2 separate regions of the Mus musculus genome follow, and region 1 is linked to region 2. Evidence: chromatin contacts called from public HiChIP or PLAC-seq data. All regions are on one chromosome and are shown on one strand. Each heading gives the region's core, a stretch centred on a gene start, on an enhancer-like site or on the middle of the called end of the contact. The rest is flanking DNA. Distances are from core to core; before and after follow the strand shown.

The links. HiChIP or PLAC-seq counts read pairs in DNA pulled down with a chosen protein or histone mark.
Region 1: an H3K27ac HiChIP or PLAC-seq map of embryonic stem cells shows a contact between it and region 2, with 6 times the contacts expected there. The contact joins the promoter of Sgo1 here to the promoter of Kcnh8 in region 2. A contact is called at or near these places in 2 of 39 promoter capture datasets (cranial neural crest and embryonic stem cells), 3 of 484 Hi-C or Micro-C datasets (CD8 T cells, LSK cells and pro-B cells) and 10 of 115 datasets of contacts at active chromatin or transcription factors (astrocytes, differentiating embryonic stem cells, embryonic forebrain and 4 more).

Annotation. Positions count from the first base shown.
Region 1 is chr17:53,686,823-53,693,338 of GRCm38.p6, reverse strand. It overlaps Sgo1 (shugoshin 1), which reads left to right and starts at 4,024. Exons shown (of 9, transcript NM_028232.2): 1 at 4,024-4,128; 2 at 5,219-5,349; 3 at 5,481-5,628; 4 at 6,059-6,255. The coding sequence starts at 5,487. It also overlaps the pseudogene Gm31532.
Region 2 is chr17:52,597,533-52,603,988 of GRCm38.p6, reverse strand. Kcnh8 (potassium voltage-gated channel, subfamily H (eag-related), member 8) reads right to left here and starts at 1,280. Exons shown (of 16, transcript NM_001031811.2): 1 at 1,109-1,280. The coding sequence starts at 1,184. Gm27217 (predicted gene 27217) reads left to right here and starts at 1,329. Exons shown (of 2, transcript NR_155517.1): 1 at 1,329-1,746.

The DNA of each region.
Region 1 (6,516 bases), core at 2,775-5,274, 1.1 Mb before region 2:
TTCAACTACAAAGAACAAAGTGATATCACTGCAGGAAAACAGATGGAACTGGACACCACCATGCTAAGAGAAATATGACACACTCTAAAAGACAATATTGTATGGGTTTTTACTCCTATGTAGAATTTAGAGTGGTACAGGGGACATCAAAGTAAAAAAACTGACTATTCAAGGATTGGAAAAGTATAAAATCAAGGAGGCAGGGAGAGAAAAGAAAGCAATAGAGGAGATGAAAATGATAAGCTCATATTGTGTGTTATATAAAAATGCAGCCCCAGGCCAGCCTGGTCTACAGCATGAGTTCCAGGACAGCCTACATAGAGAAACCCTGTCTTGGAAAAAAAAAAAAAATGCAACTGCAAAGTAAATTAAAAAAAAAAAAAAAAGCAGATCTTTAGATTACCAATTATCTGCATTGTTAACCAAAACAAGCCTAAACACCATTTTTAGAGTATACCTTTTCTTTTTCTTTTCATTAAAACAATTTTTTCATCCAACATAATCTAATCATGGTTTCCTCTCCCCCAAGTCCTCCCAGACCCTCCCTACATCTTCATCCTCCCAACTCCTATCTCTGTCTCTGTCTATCTGTATATCTGTCCCTATCTCTCCGGGAAAAAAAAAAATATATATATACCAAATTTTAAAAAAATCTACTGAGTCTAGAGTGAAGGATCAGCAGTAAAGAGCACTTGTTGTCTTGCAAAGAACTTCAGTTCAGTTTTCTAGCACCCACATCTGTAAGTCCAGTTCCCAGAGGTTGCTGTTTTCTCCTGACTCCACAGGTAGTAGACATAATGTGCATGCACACATGCAAGCAAACACTCATCCAAGTTAAAGAAACACACAAATACACCTATTTGTGTATGAATATCTCTATATCATGTTGAGTAAGTACACAGTTTTTAACAATAAACACCATAGACTTATTATGATTTAAAAAAATAAATAAGGGGTTGGGGATTTAGCTCAGAGGTAGAGCACTTGCCTAGCAAGCGCAAGGCCCTGGGTTCGGTCCTCAGCTCTGGAAAAAAAAAAAAGATAAAAAATAAATAAAGCAATACATAGAACGCCCTGGCACAGAGCAGAGCATGCGCTTACGTTACATGTGTTTATGTTGCTGTGATGAAATACATGACAGAAGCAACTTAAGGGAGGAGAGATGGTTCAGGAGTTGTAAGTCCATCATGGCAGGAAAGGCAGGATGACAGACTAGATGTGTGGCAGTGGGAGTGTGCAGTAAATGCTTGTACATGCCACTGAGCAGAGCAGAGAGAGCCTAGGCCCAAAGCAGTCATCCCCAACCCTCCCACCTCCTCCAGCTGTGTCTCATAGCCTAAGGTTTTACAACCACCCGAAACAGCGTTACCATGTAGAGATAAAGTGTTCAAACCCATGAGCCTACAGGGGAGATTTAATATGCCAAAATAGGAATGCAGTGTAGTGGCTCATACCTTAAACACACACTTAGGAGGCAAAGACAGTAGGTTGTATGAGTTCTAGGTCAGTCTGATCCACATACCTATGTCCAAGCCAGCCAAAGCTACATAATGAGACGCTGTCTCAAAAACAAACAAACAAAACGCCAGCACGGCCAGCATCTTAGTTAGGGTTTCTATGGTGAAGAGACACCATGACCAAGGCAACTCTTATAAAGGACAGCATTTAATTGGAGCTGGCTTACAGTTTCAGGGGTTCAGTTCATTATCATCATGGCAGGAAGCATGGCAGCCTGCAGATAGACATGGTTTAGGAGGAGATGAGAGGTCTACATTTTGATCTGAAGACAGAAAGAAAGAGACTGTTTCAGCAGCATTCAATTAAGCCTGGGAGCCCTCAAAGCCTGCCTAAAGAGTGACACACTCCCTCCAACAAGGCCTCCTCATAGTGCCATTTCCCATAGCCCAAGCATATCCAAACTGCCACAGGCAGTAAATTCAATTAAATACTTACATTCTTGGCACTAGGCTGAGAAATTCAACCCTCTAAAATAGAAGTATACAGCAAGGATTCTGAGGTTTAATAAGTTATTTCAAGTGGTTAAGATACATTTCTAAAACATGCAGATGAAAGCTACAAGCAATCTAAAAAGTAGGACTTTCCCCAGCCTGTCTGTCTACTGTACACTTATATAGGTTCTCCACAGCTTGGGACTGCTCAACAAAGGAAAAGACTAAGCCAATATAAGTGGGTACCAAAATGATGTGATAGTTTGCTGCATTTTGGTTCTGACAAATTCCTTAAAACTTTTGGTCACCAAGTTTCTAACATTTGTATGCTATTCAAATTAATACACAGCACATGACATGGTAAGTATTAAAGAATCTTTCAAAGGGTTTTTTAATTCTTATTTTTGTATATATGTATGTGTTCTCTTTGATCACGTATGCCACATGCTGTACACAGGTGCCCATGAAGAGGGCATCAAATCTGGAGCTGAAGTCAGAGGTGGTTGTGAGCTGCCTGACATGGGTGCTCAGAACTGAACTCAGGTCCTCTGCAAGAGCAGCAAAAGCTTTTGATATCTGGATCATATCCACATTTCCAAAGGAATCTTTTTTAAAAAATTTTTTTTAATGTCAGCACTTGGGAGGCCAAGACTAGCATATCTCTGTGTGTTCCTGGTCATCGCAGAAATATCACGAATTTGAAGTCTGCTTAGGCTGTGTAAAAAACCTGCCTTAACCCGTTGTTTTGTTTTGCTTTGTTTTGTTTTTTGAATGCCAAATAAACAGACCAAAACCAAACTTTTTTAGGAGATGGACATGGTGGTACACACATTTAATCTAGCATTCAAGAGACAGAAGCAGGTGGATCTGTTTGCATTTGAGGCCAACCTCAAATATATAGTGAGTTCCAAGACAGTCAAAGGTACACAGAGAGACTTCTCTACAGCGTAAGGAGTTAGAGGTCATCCTGGGCTACAAGAAGACCCTGTCTCAAAAACAAAAACAAACAGAAAACAAAGAAGAGAGCCATAAATGAGCAGCCGTGGAACGATAATCTTAGGACCCTAGGTAAGAAATTAAGAGTGTGAACCTTGTGTGATGACCAGCATAGTAAAATATAACTTGTTATATTGGCTACGTATATCTATCTACCTTATGGCACAAGACATCTGCCAAGGATATGACTTATGAAGCAATCACTCAACTGTGGAGGCTCCAAATGTCTTGTGGTAGGGCTCCCTGCTGCCACCTTCCCCTTCCCATTTTCTTTGTGTGCCTTCAGAACTACCCAGTAACGCTGCCTGATGTGTAAGCGTGCCGAACTTTTCTCAGCATGACTAAACCCAATTCCTTGACTATTATCAGGAACTGATAAAGAAGTTTAGATTGTTCCCGGGAAAGCACTTTAAAAAACGGATCCCACAAGATGACCTTCTAATTCAGTCACGGCTGCTGCACTACAATGACTTCTGAGGTGAGCGCAGCCGGTTGTAAATCTCTTCCGTAAATGCACAGGACAGGATCGGGCTGTCACTTGGCGTTTCTTCTTGAATCAGCCAGGCCCACCCGCAGATCTCGCCAGCGGGCTGAACCTGGAGAGCCCAGTCTCTCACATCAGTCCTTTCGCTGAGCCTGCGCTAAACGTGCTGGATGGACGTTTGCCACACGGGCGCGCCCCGGAGCACAAGAGCTGCGCGGCCTTGGGCGCCCTGACAAGCCACGCCAGGATCTGTTTGGATCTTTCGTGCTCCAACTCAGGCTTCAACTCGAACTCGTCATTCTCCTGCCTCAGCCTTCTGAGAGCTGGGCTCTCAGGCCTGCGTCAACACCCCAGGTCTAACCGGAAGTCAGGGACGCACCCAGACAAGACCCAGTCTCAAAGTCGCTAGATCTCTAGGCTGTGGGAAGGCGGACGCCGAGCCAAGGCCTCAATTCCAGCCTGACTCCACCCCCTCTACCCCACCCCAGCCACAGCTGCGCGTGCGCAGGCGCGCCACGTGATGCCATTCCCCGGGGCCGGGCGCTGCGTCTACGGAGAAGGGCGGGCCGGAGTGTCACGTGATGGTGTCCGGCCAGCCAATGGATACGCGTAACGCAGAATTTCGAATGTGGCGGCGGTAGCTGCGGAGCGCGGCGGAGCGGGAGGTTGCATCTGCTCGTCCGGACCTGAGTGGCCGAGGTACGGAGCGGTACGGGCGGCGGGACTGGAGGTATCTCTCCGACCGGACGACGCGTTCCGCTCGCGAAAGCGAGCACCCCGAAATCGACAGGGCTTTTGCTCAATCAAAGTAGCAAAAACTTTTTAGATAGGGGCCGGAGGAAGGGGTGTTCTCGCCGACTTGCACTGTCTAGCACGCACAAGGCCCGATTTCCATCCCACTGTGCTCGCGCACGCGAACAAACTGTAATTAACTTTAACTCTATCAGTTATTCATTCTGTGTGTCACTCAGATGTCTCCGGTGCAAACTTTTAAAACTTGATGGTGACCCACCCATTCTTATAAGAAGTCGTTGCATTTATTCTGTTGAACTCCCCTCTCCAATCTATCGTATATACACATTGGTAAAAATAAAGGGTTAGATAAGATATACAGTACCAATTTAAGGCTTCATTATGCGTGGAGGAAAATACGTCCTGGTGAGAATACTCAAGAAGAGATTCAAGAAAACACTTAACTAAAAGGAGATGAATCAAGATAGTTCTTGTGGTGACAATTATATGCACACATTGTGGTTGGCAACAGTTTACAATTTTGAGACCAGGAAGTTTATTTTGCTTGAAGCACGCTACTGTTATTAACATGAATACATGTTTTCTCAGCCCCAAAATTACTAGAGAAAAGCTGCCAAACAGAAACCCAGATATACATATAAATTGCTTCTGAACTAATACTGTAATCCTAAACACTAAAGGTTGGCTATAAACATTGTAAGAAAAGTAAGTCTGCTTATGGCTCATACATTTGTGGTCCCAGCTACTCAGGAGGCTGAGGTAGGAAGGACATGAGAGCTCTTAAGTTCAAAACCAGACTGGGTAACAGCAATATCCTGTCCCAAAATAATAAGTTCCCATAGAGCCTAGAATGTTGTACGCCTCCAATGAATATTTACTATAAGATGAATAATTGATACTTTCTGGAGTTATTTAATACTTTCCTATGAAATAGTAGAAGATAAGGTTATAGCAAAAGCATGAATGACATTTTATGGGATTTTTTTTCTTATGATGGCTTGATTCTAACATCTTTTTTCTTCTTGTTTTGTTTTAGATGAATTTCACTATGTAGCCCAAGCATAAATCTATGACCCACCTGCCTTAGCCTTTTTAGTAGCTTGGATTATTCTACAACACCTGACTTAATATTTCTAAGCAGAAAATCAAAATATTGCTTTTTTTGAAGTAAGTTTACAATTTAGTCTTTTGTAATCCCTTCTTGATGAACAGCCTATGTTTCTTAAATTTTATGTTTAAAAAATATCTGAGAAGTGTTCATTGGTTTTTTTTTTTTTTGTTTTGTTTTTAATTCAAAGACAAAGATGGCTAAGGAAAGGTGTCAGAAAAGGTCCTTTCAAGATACCCTTGAAGACATTAAGAATCGAATGAAAGAAAAAAGGAATAAAAATTTGGCGGGGATTGGGAAACGCAAGTCCTTTATTGTTGCACCGGGCCAAGTACCCAGTAAGAGAATTTTGTGTTGTCTTCTTCCAGCATTCTTACTTTGAAAGTGTGGCATTTGTGTGTGTTGTGTGTGTTTCTTTGTGTGTGGAGCACAGTGGGGTGTTGCTGTAGTAGAAGTTCTGGAGTCCTGCTATTAATCTCTGCCCTGTTCCCCTGCAAAGGGTCTCTCACTGAACAAGGAACTATTGTGGCAGCCAGTCAAGCCCCAGAGATCCTCCTGTCTCCACACACCTTTAACACCTTACCTTCCCTCCGTCCTGCCACAGCAGATAGAGTCACCAGTGTGCAGGACCACACCTGGCTCTTTAGGGGATTTGACCTGTGGGCCTCATTGGTTTCTTAGCAAGCACTCCTAGCCATTGAGAGATATCTCTAGCCTCTGCTTCACCTTCTAGGTTGAGGCTTACTAACTGAAAATTTTATCTTATAGCTAACACTGCTACACTACTGAGATATTACCAAGATAACAACAGGTTGTTAGTCTTGGCTTTGGAAAATGAGAAATCCAAAGTGAGAGAAGCACAGGATGTCATCCTGCAACTGAGAAAAGAATGCTACTACCTTACTTGTCAGCTGTATGCATTGAAAGAGAAGCTAACTTCCCGACAAAGTGAAGAAACTACTCAGGTATATTCAGTACAAAACTTTTCTGTGTAGTTTTGCCATATGCAGTTCAGCTTTATATAGATTTAGATATGGAAAATATTCTTAAGTATTCTTCGGAGAGTCACTTTTTAAAAAAATACTTCATTATATCCATTTACTCTGTGTGTGTGTCTGTGTGTAGTTCAGAGGATAACATTAGGTGTTATATAGAAATAAGTAACATACATATATGTGCCCTCACATATAATGTGTATATTGACGTTATCGAAGACAGTTGTCTTT
Region 2 (6,456 bases), core at 31-2,530:
TACTTCACCTTTCTAGCATGTAAAACTTGCCCAACTCTTCCAAAAGATTAAAATCTTGTATCCCACCCTTTCAGAAGGGTCTGCGCGTCCAGACAGTCTGTGTGGAAGTGGAAGGAGATGTTAAATCTCCCACGGGCTCCAAGAGATGCACGGCCACAATATAAAATAGAAACACCCTGAACTGCTGAGAAAGCTTTTAGAATGAATGAGTCTATATGAGTCTTATGAAACAGACAGGAAAGGGGCCACGAGCACACAGAAACTTCCTATAATGAAGATGTAGGTATCCTGGTGGGACCTACTGCCAGCATTTCTTAAGGACAGGGCTATAACCAATTACAAGATTCCCAGGCTCCAGCACAAGAAGCCTGGAGGAGAGGACCTGACCGTGGTCCTGAAAGATCCCGGGCTTTTTCCAGAAGGACAAAAAACACCTTATCTGCACTCAGAATTTTTTTTTCCCAGTCCAACACAAGAAGTCGGATATTCAATACTATTTCACTTCAAAAGACTCTGAAACTTTCCCTGTGGTCGAATTAGTCTTCACAATGTTCAACTCCTCCTTCTTCAATAGTCTTTCCTCAAGTGTTGCGGTAATTTCAGAGTTAAGAGGGGAGATTCTGAGAGACTTCCAGCACTCAGAAAAGTCTATGGACAGCTCACACCTGGCCTCCATGAATCTACGCAGGATTTCTTAAATTCGAATGAAAAGTCATAGGAGTCTGGAAAACCTCCAAACTCTAACCCGGGCAGCGTCAGAACTCTAGAAAAATAAAGTGCACAGCATCTCACCCTGCACCAAGCTACTCAAGGTACAGCACAGCACAGGTCCCACCGCGAGTTGTTGATCATTTTCAGACCTGTGTTTCTGTGTTCCAGACCTAGGCAATCAAGTGATCCACCTAAACCAATACCAAGTGCTTTTATGATTTGTGTGTGTGTGTTGGGGGAATCTTGTTTTATTTTGTTTCCTTTCTCCACTAAAAGATACCCTGGCTACCCTGACATGAAGGCAAATTATTGCGCGGATGGAAACAGAGGAGAGGGAGCAAAAGTCGAAGAGAAACCCATCCTAGGGAAACGGGCAACTCCGGCAAGCCCTACTTACGTGTTCCGTCGAAACGGGTGGCAATAGTGTCCAGGAAGGTGTTCTGTGGCGCCAGTAATCCTTTCATAACCGGCATTTTTCCAGCGCTGTGTGAAATTCCCCATCAAAGTTTGTCCACAAGGATGGCTCTGTAGGAAAGTGCCAAGCTGGAAGAAGCCACCAGGAGCGTGATGACGGCAGGGGCGGGGGGCCAGGCGTGCAGAGGATGGGGCCGGGCAAAAAAAGGGGGTGGCAGCAGAAGGAGCTACTCCCTGGCCGCTGCACTGTGACCAGAGCAGCCCGTGATCATAGCTCTGAACCCGCCTCGTTCCAGGCGTCCTCCGCCGTTCCCTCCTCCTTCTGCACAGACACCCCTAGGGTCTCTCCGTAGAGCCTTCGAGAGCTCACGGTGGCCCGGGGCGCCGCGCCCTGACCCGCGCTCTAGGGTCGTGGAGGACGGCGCCCCATCTGGGGAGACTGCGGCGCTAAGCCTCGAGTACCCCCAGGGACGCTGAGGAACAGAGAAACGCGAGCCAGAGCAACACCCGCCCCCCAGGAACCGGGAACAAAGACCCCTTTGTTCCAGCTCTGTCCCTCTCCCGGGAGACCAGAGTCCCGTGGGTGTGGTGTCGTGGAGAGGAGGAGACAGGTCACTGCAGGTAACCCGCCTCCGCCTAGAACTTGGGAGGGGGAGGCACCCCAGCGTGGTGTCCTAGGTAGCAAAGGCAGCCTGGGGCTCCGGAGGGAGGTGCCCCCCTTCCGGTGCACCTGCCATTCCCAGCTCCAAGTCAGCTGAATGCCTGCCACTCTGATTACCAGGGTCTCTCCAGGTGTGAGGTTTTGTAAACTCTCCTTCCTCAGCTCTGAAAGGAAATTCAGGTACACTCCCTCGCCAAATTCACTTTGCTGTCCCCCCAACCACCAAAACTAAAAGGGAAAAACCCCTCTTAAATGGGTAATGCTTTCCCACTCTCCCATGAAGTGTGCATAGAGTGTTTCTAGAAAGTTTGCTTATTTTTATTGATTTATAAAATACGTGGAACTAACAGAGGGGAGTTAGGTTTTTTTTTTTTTTTGGTTTTGCTTTTTCGTGTAAAAACAGTTTCAAAGTGATCCCCTCTCCACCGCGGCAAGGGTCCCCCCAACCCCACCCTCAGCCCCTCGACTGGTTGGGTGCTAGGAACTGCCGGTTTTTCAGAAAAACTAAAAGCGGTCTCCCTGCCCCTTTCCCTAGGGCTCAGGAGGGGACTCCCTCTCCACCTACATTCTCCGAAAGAAATCCACCCAAACCTAGGGTGCATCCCTGCGGGAGGGCAAAGGGACCTGCGGAGCCCTGGTTCCACTGAAGCCCTAGCAAGGAAGAAAGGGAAAGTTAAGAGACCAGGAGAGAACAAACAGAAGCCCAGGTGCTGCTGCACCCGGAAAAGAAGGAGGGAAACGCGAACAGGTGTCTGCGGTGCTGCAGCAACCGCTGGGATCCCTCCTCCAGGATCCGGGCGTGGCAGCAGGTGCAAGCAGCCCCAAAACATCTGGCGGAGGCTCTTTGCTCCAATCCCTGGGGATCCTGGAGTGATGAGGGACTCTAGGGGTTTCCTCGCTGCGGCTCTGGGTTCCGCGAGGGCGGGGTGGAAAGGGAAAGGAGGAGGCTCATTGTCCCCGCCCCGGTCCCCTTTATTCGTGATGCACTTCCTGCTGCCGAGGATTCCCTTTGTGTTGAGATTCCAGATCCGCCCACACACGCAGGAGCGGGAGGGCCGGGGATTCCGGGTGGGTGGCCACCCTCCAAGGCTCAGGCTGTGTATCTCTTTTCCTTCCGGTTACAGTTGCTGATTAGCGGTGCCCCTCTCCGTCACCACCTCTGCATGGAGCTAGTTTTTCCTTGCAGGGAAACCTAGCTGCTTGGTTGCCCTCCCACCCCCTCCCCATACAGCTGAGCTCCGCTGGCTCCCTCTTGGGCGGAGCCAGGAGAGAGAAATGGGGGAGTCCCTGCTCTGCTTCTGTTTGGGCGGTTCCTGGCGCCCAAGAAAACCCAGACCGCTTCTGCCAATGGAAGAGTGAGAAGTGGCTTGAAGCTAAGCATGAAATTTATGTGTAAGCCACTATAAGTGTGCCTGAGCGTAAAAACATCAACTACTTTTTCCTCTTTAGTCTGGCCTGGCTTGCTAGAAAGAAACTATACGAGGCTTAGTAATGGAAACCCAAAAGCCAATTTGGGTTCAGTGGCAAAAGAAGTCAGTCAAGTACCATCCCATAATGTAGTCTTTCCTCCAGTATCCAAAACAAGTCAAGGCTAGAACTAGGCACAACATCCCTGCCCTTAACTCACCTTCGATCCCAGCCTCCCACCAAACTGAACTTGGTAAGTGGACCACAGTGCCTCTTGTTTCCTTTTTCTGCCCGGATGTCTTTCTCAGGAATGCATCTTTCATCTTGGGTCTTGAGTTCTAGGATCTCTAATCTCAGCTCAAACACTCACTGATATTCCTGTTAAGTGTTTGTAGCACTAGAGGCCAAACTACCCTATCAAGACTTAATCACCACAGGAGTCTAAGCACGCTGAATCCTCTTGTATTTTGTCACCTTCGAATCAAAGGCAGAAATGTGTCCTGATAGGCAATGGTTCTAAACTTTATCTTTTCCTTAAAGGAAAATTCTTTGCTGGTGGACCAAAAGAACACCAATTCACGTTATTGCACATCCTTCTCCACTGCAGGAATTCAGCTTTCTCTGTGACCTAGACAATACTACAGCACAGCCCCACAACACACACAACCTCAAGCTCTTATGGAAAGATCATAGTTCCCTACACCAAATTCCCTGAATTCAAACACAAAGAATATCTTGCAATATCTTGCAAGCTGCGTTTGTCTGCAGGGATACAGCTTTCCTTAGTCATTGTCAAGGCTAACTAAACTTCTTGGAGATATAGCTGCCATAGTTCTCCCACCCATTCAGTTCACCTAGATAGATGAGGGTAAAATGGTCTGGTCTGTTGTAGGTTACATGTCTCCCAAAGAGAAGTCACACATTGTTCCTTTTCTTGTTATATTTTGGTTGGGTCCCGAGCCCATGTGGTGATGCCCTCACATTAAAAGTAGATCCTCCCTCTCTTCTCAGTTAATGGTCTGGAAATACCCTCAGAGGCAAGCCAAATCCAGTCAAGTTGAAAATAAAGACTAACTACTGCATACTCCTAATTCAAAGTTGCATTGGGAAATTCAATAAATATTACTGACTCTTGCATCAAATGGCTCTTCACACACTTATAAAAGAGTGAGTTTGGAGCCAATCCTCTTACAATTTCCTATCTCTCATTTCAAGCAGCTATAAACAATGATTGACTTGCACAAAGATTTATAGCATGAACAGTGAATAGCCCTCATACCCCATTCGAATCCTGGAAAACAAACCGTGTATAGTAACTATGTGGCATTTTATATTGAAAATACATTTTAGGTCACTCAGGCTCAAGAAAAAAGAGAGAGTTAAAGATCAGCTAGAGATTTCTAACATGGCCATGGAAAATTCTCGGTTTTAGATCACAGGAGGAAACTGGACTTTGATCACTGGGCAGCCAGTTTTTAAAAGGCACATTTGTATTCAACTGAGTGTTTCAAAGGAAAACTAGGAGACACTTACAGCCCTGTGATCCACTGTCATGAACTTCCTCAATAGCCAGGGTGGTAAAATTATGTTGTGGTAGCAAATAAAGACCCACTCAAGCTTAGTCAACTAACTAATACAATTATTCAACAACCCAGGGTAAGGGAAAGTCACCACCTTCTAGTTGCATATCCTTAAACAAAGGCTTCCATTGCCATCCTCAAACAAAAAAACAATCTGGAAGATAACACACCTGCTTTCTGTTTCTATCACACAGTTACATGTGTGACTTGTTTGAAGAGCTCATTGATCATAAATCTCTGAGGGAGAGGGAAAGAGAGAAATTTGGTTGTCCCCTTGGTTAGCTTAAGAAATGCCACTAGCGAGTCGTGTGTGTTTGTGTGTGTGTGTGTGTGTGTGTGTGTGTGTGTGTGTGTGTGTGTGTGTGTGTGTTAGGGCAGTTCTAGATTAACCAATATGGGGTGAGTCATCCTGAATGTGAATGTCACTGTCCTAATGTGCTGGCATCCAAGACTGAACAAAACTGGAAAAAGGAGCAAGCCTCCAGAATCATCAGCTTTGGGCTAGATGTGAATCTGCTGATGAAACAACTACCTACTTATAATTTTGCAATAAGTCAGTGAGTTAATTGTGAAAAGCAAACATAGTACTCAGTGAAGTACTATAATTACTCAATAAATGTTGAAGAGTATGACTTGGACCTATTTGTAAATACCTTCATTTTTAAAAGTTAGCTAATGAACCTGAGGCACTTGTTGGGTAGTGAGTTCTTGGATGTACAAGAATATCTAATAGCATTCTCAATTCTTGAACAATTCCCATAGGAGTTCAGTCACAGAACCAAGTCACCTTCCAAGCCACAATGCTGAGCCTACTTAAAGAATGGAAGTCATTAAGTCTCATCATAATAGCCTTTTGAAGCCATCCTGTCATAGGGAGCTCAGCAGTAAGATGTCTGTACCTCTTCTGTTTCTTCTGCTTTTATCCGTTTGCTCAGGTCTCTCACATAGAAACTGGATTCATGGGAAGGGTTTGTGTATAGTTAGATGGTGAGCATGAGTGAAGTATGATTATATATATATATGTATATATATATGAATTATATATACATATACTGAATTATGGTAGTTGCATATATATATGAGTAAAATATGATGATGATATATATTCATTGAATTATGACAATTTCATATATATATATATCATACTTCACATACACACACATATAGAACTGGCATAATTTAATTCATTAATTGACTTATAAGGCCAATAAAAAGAGGAGTAATTTTATTATGCTAGAACTCTTCAATCATGGGAATTCTATGGTAATTACCCTCAATTTCCTAATCTCTCAGACGTTATAGTTTTACCCAACCTGTCCAGTCTTTGTCTTCCATATTACTAGCTTCCCTCTCCTATTTTCTCTCTTTTTATCCCATAAAGAGTTCTTTCCAGATAGAGATTAATGGCTCTTTTTCTGTGTTAGTTCATACCTGCAATCCCAGTACATGGACTGCTCAGGTAGGAGGGTCATGAGTTCAAGCCCAGGTTAGGCTACACAGTTCAAGCCCAGGTTAGACTAAGAGACTTTTCATGAAAACAAGTATCACAGAGCCAGCAGCACTTTCTGAAGTTACTTTGAGAGTCTATGCTAGATTCTCTACCCTTATACCCTACAGCTTCACTCTCTGCCTTTGCTGATTCCTTTCCTCATGCCCTTAAAATCCCAGCCCCCATGATCATGG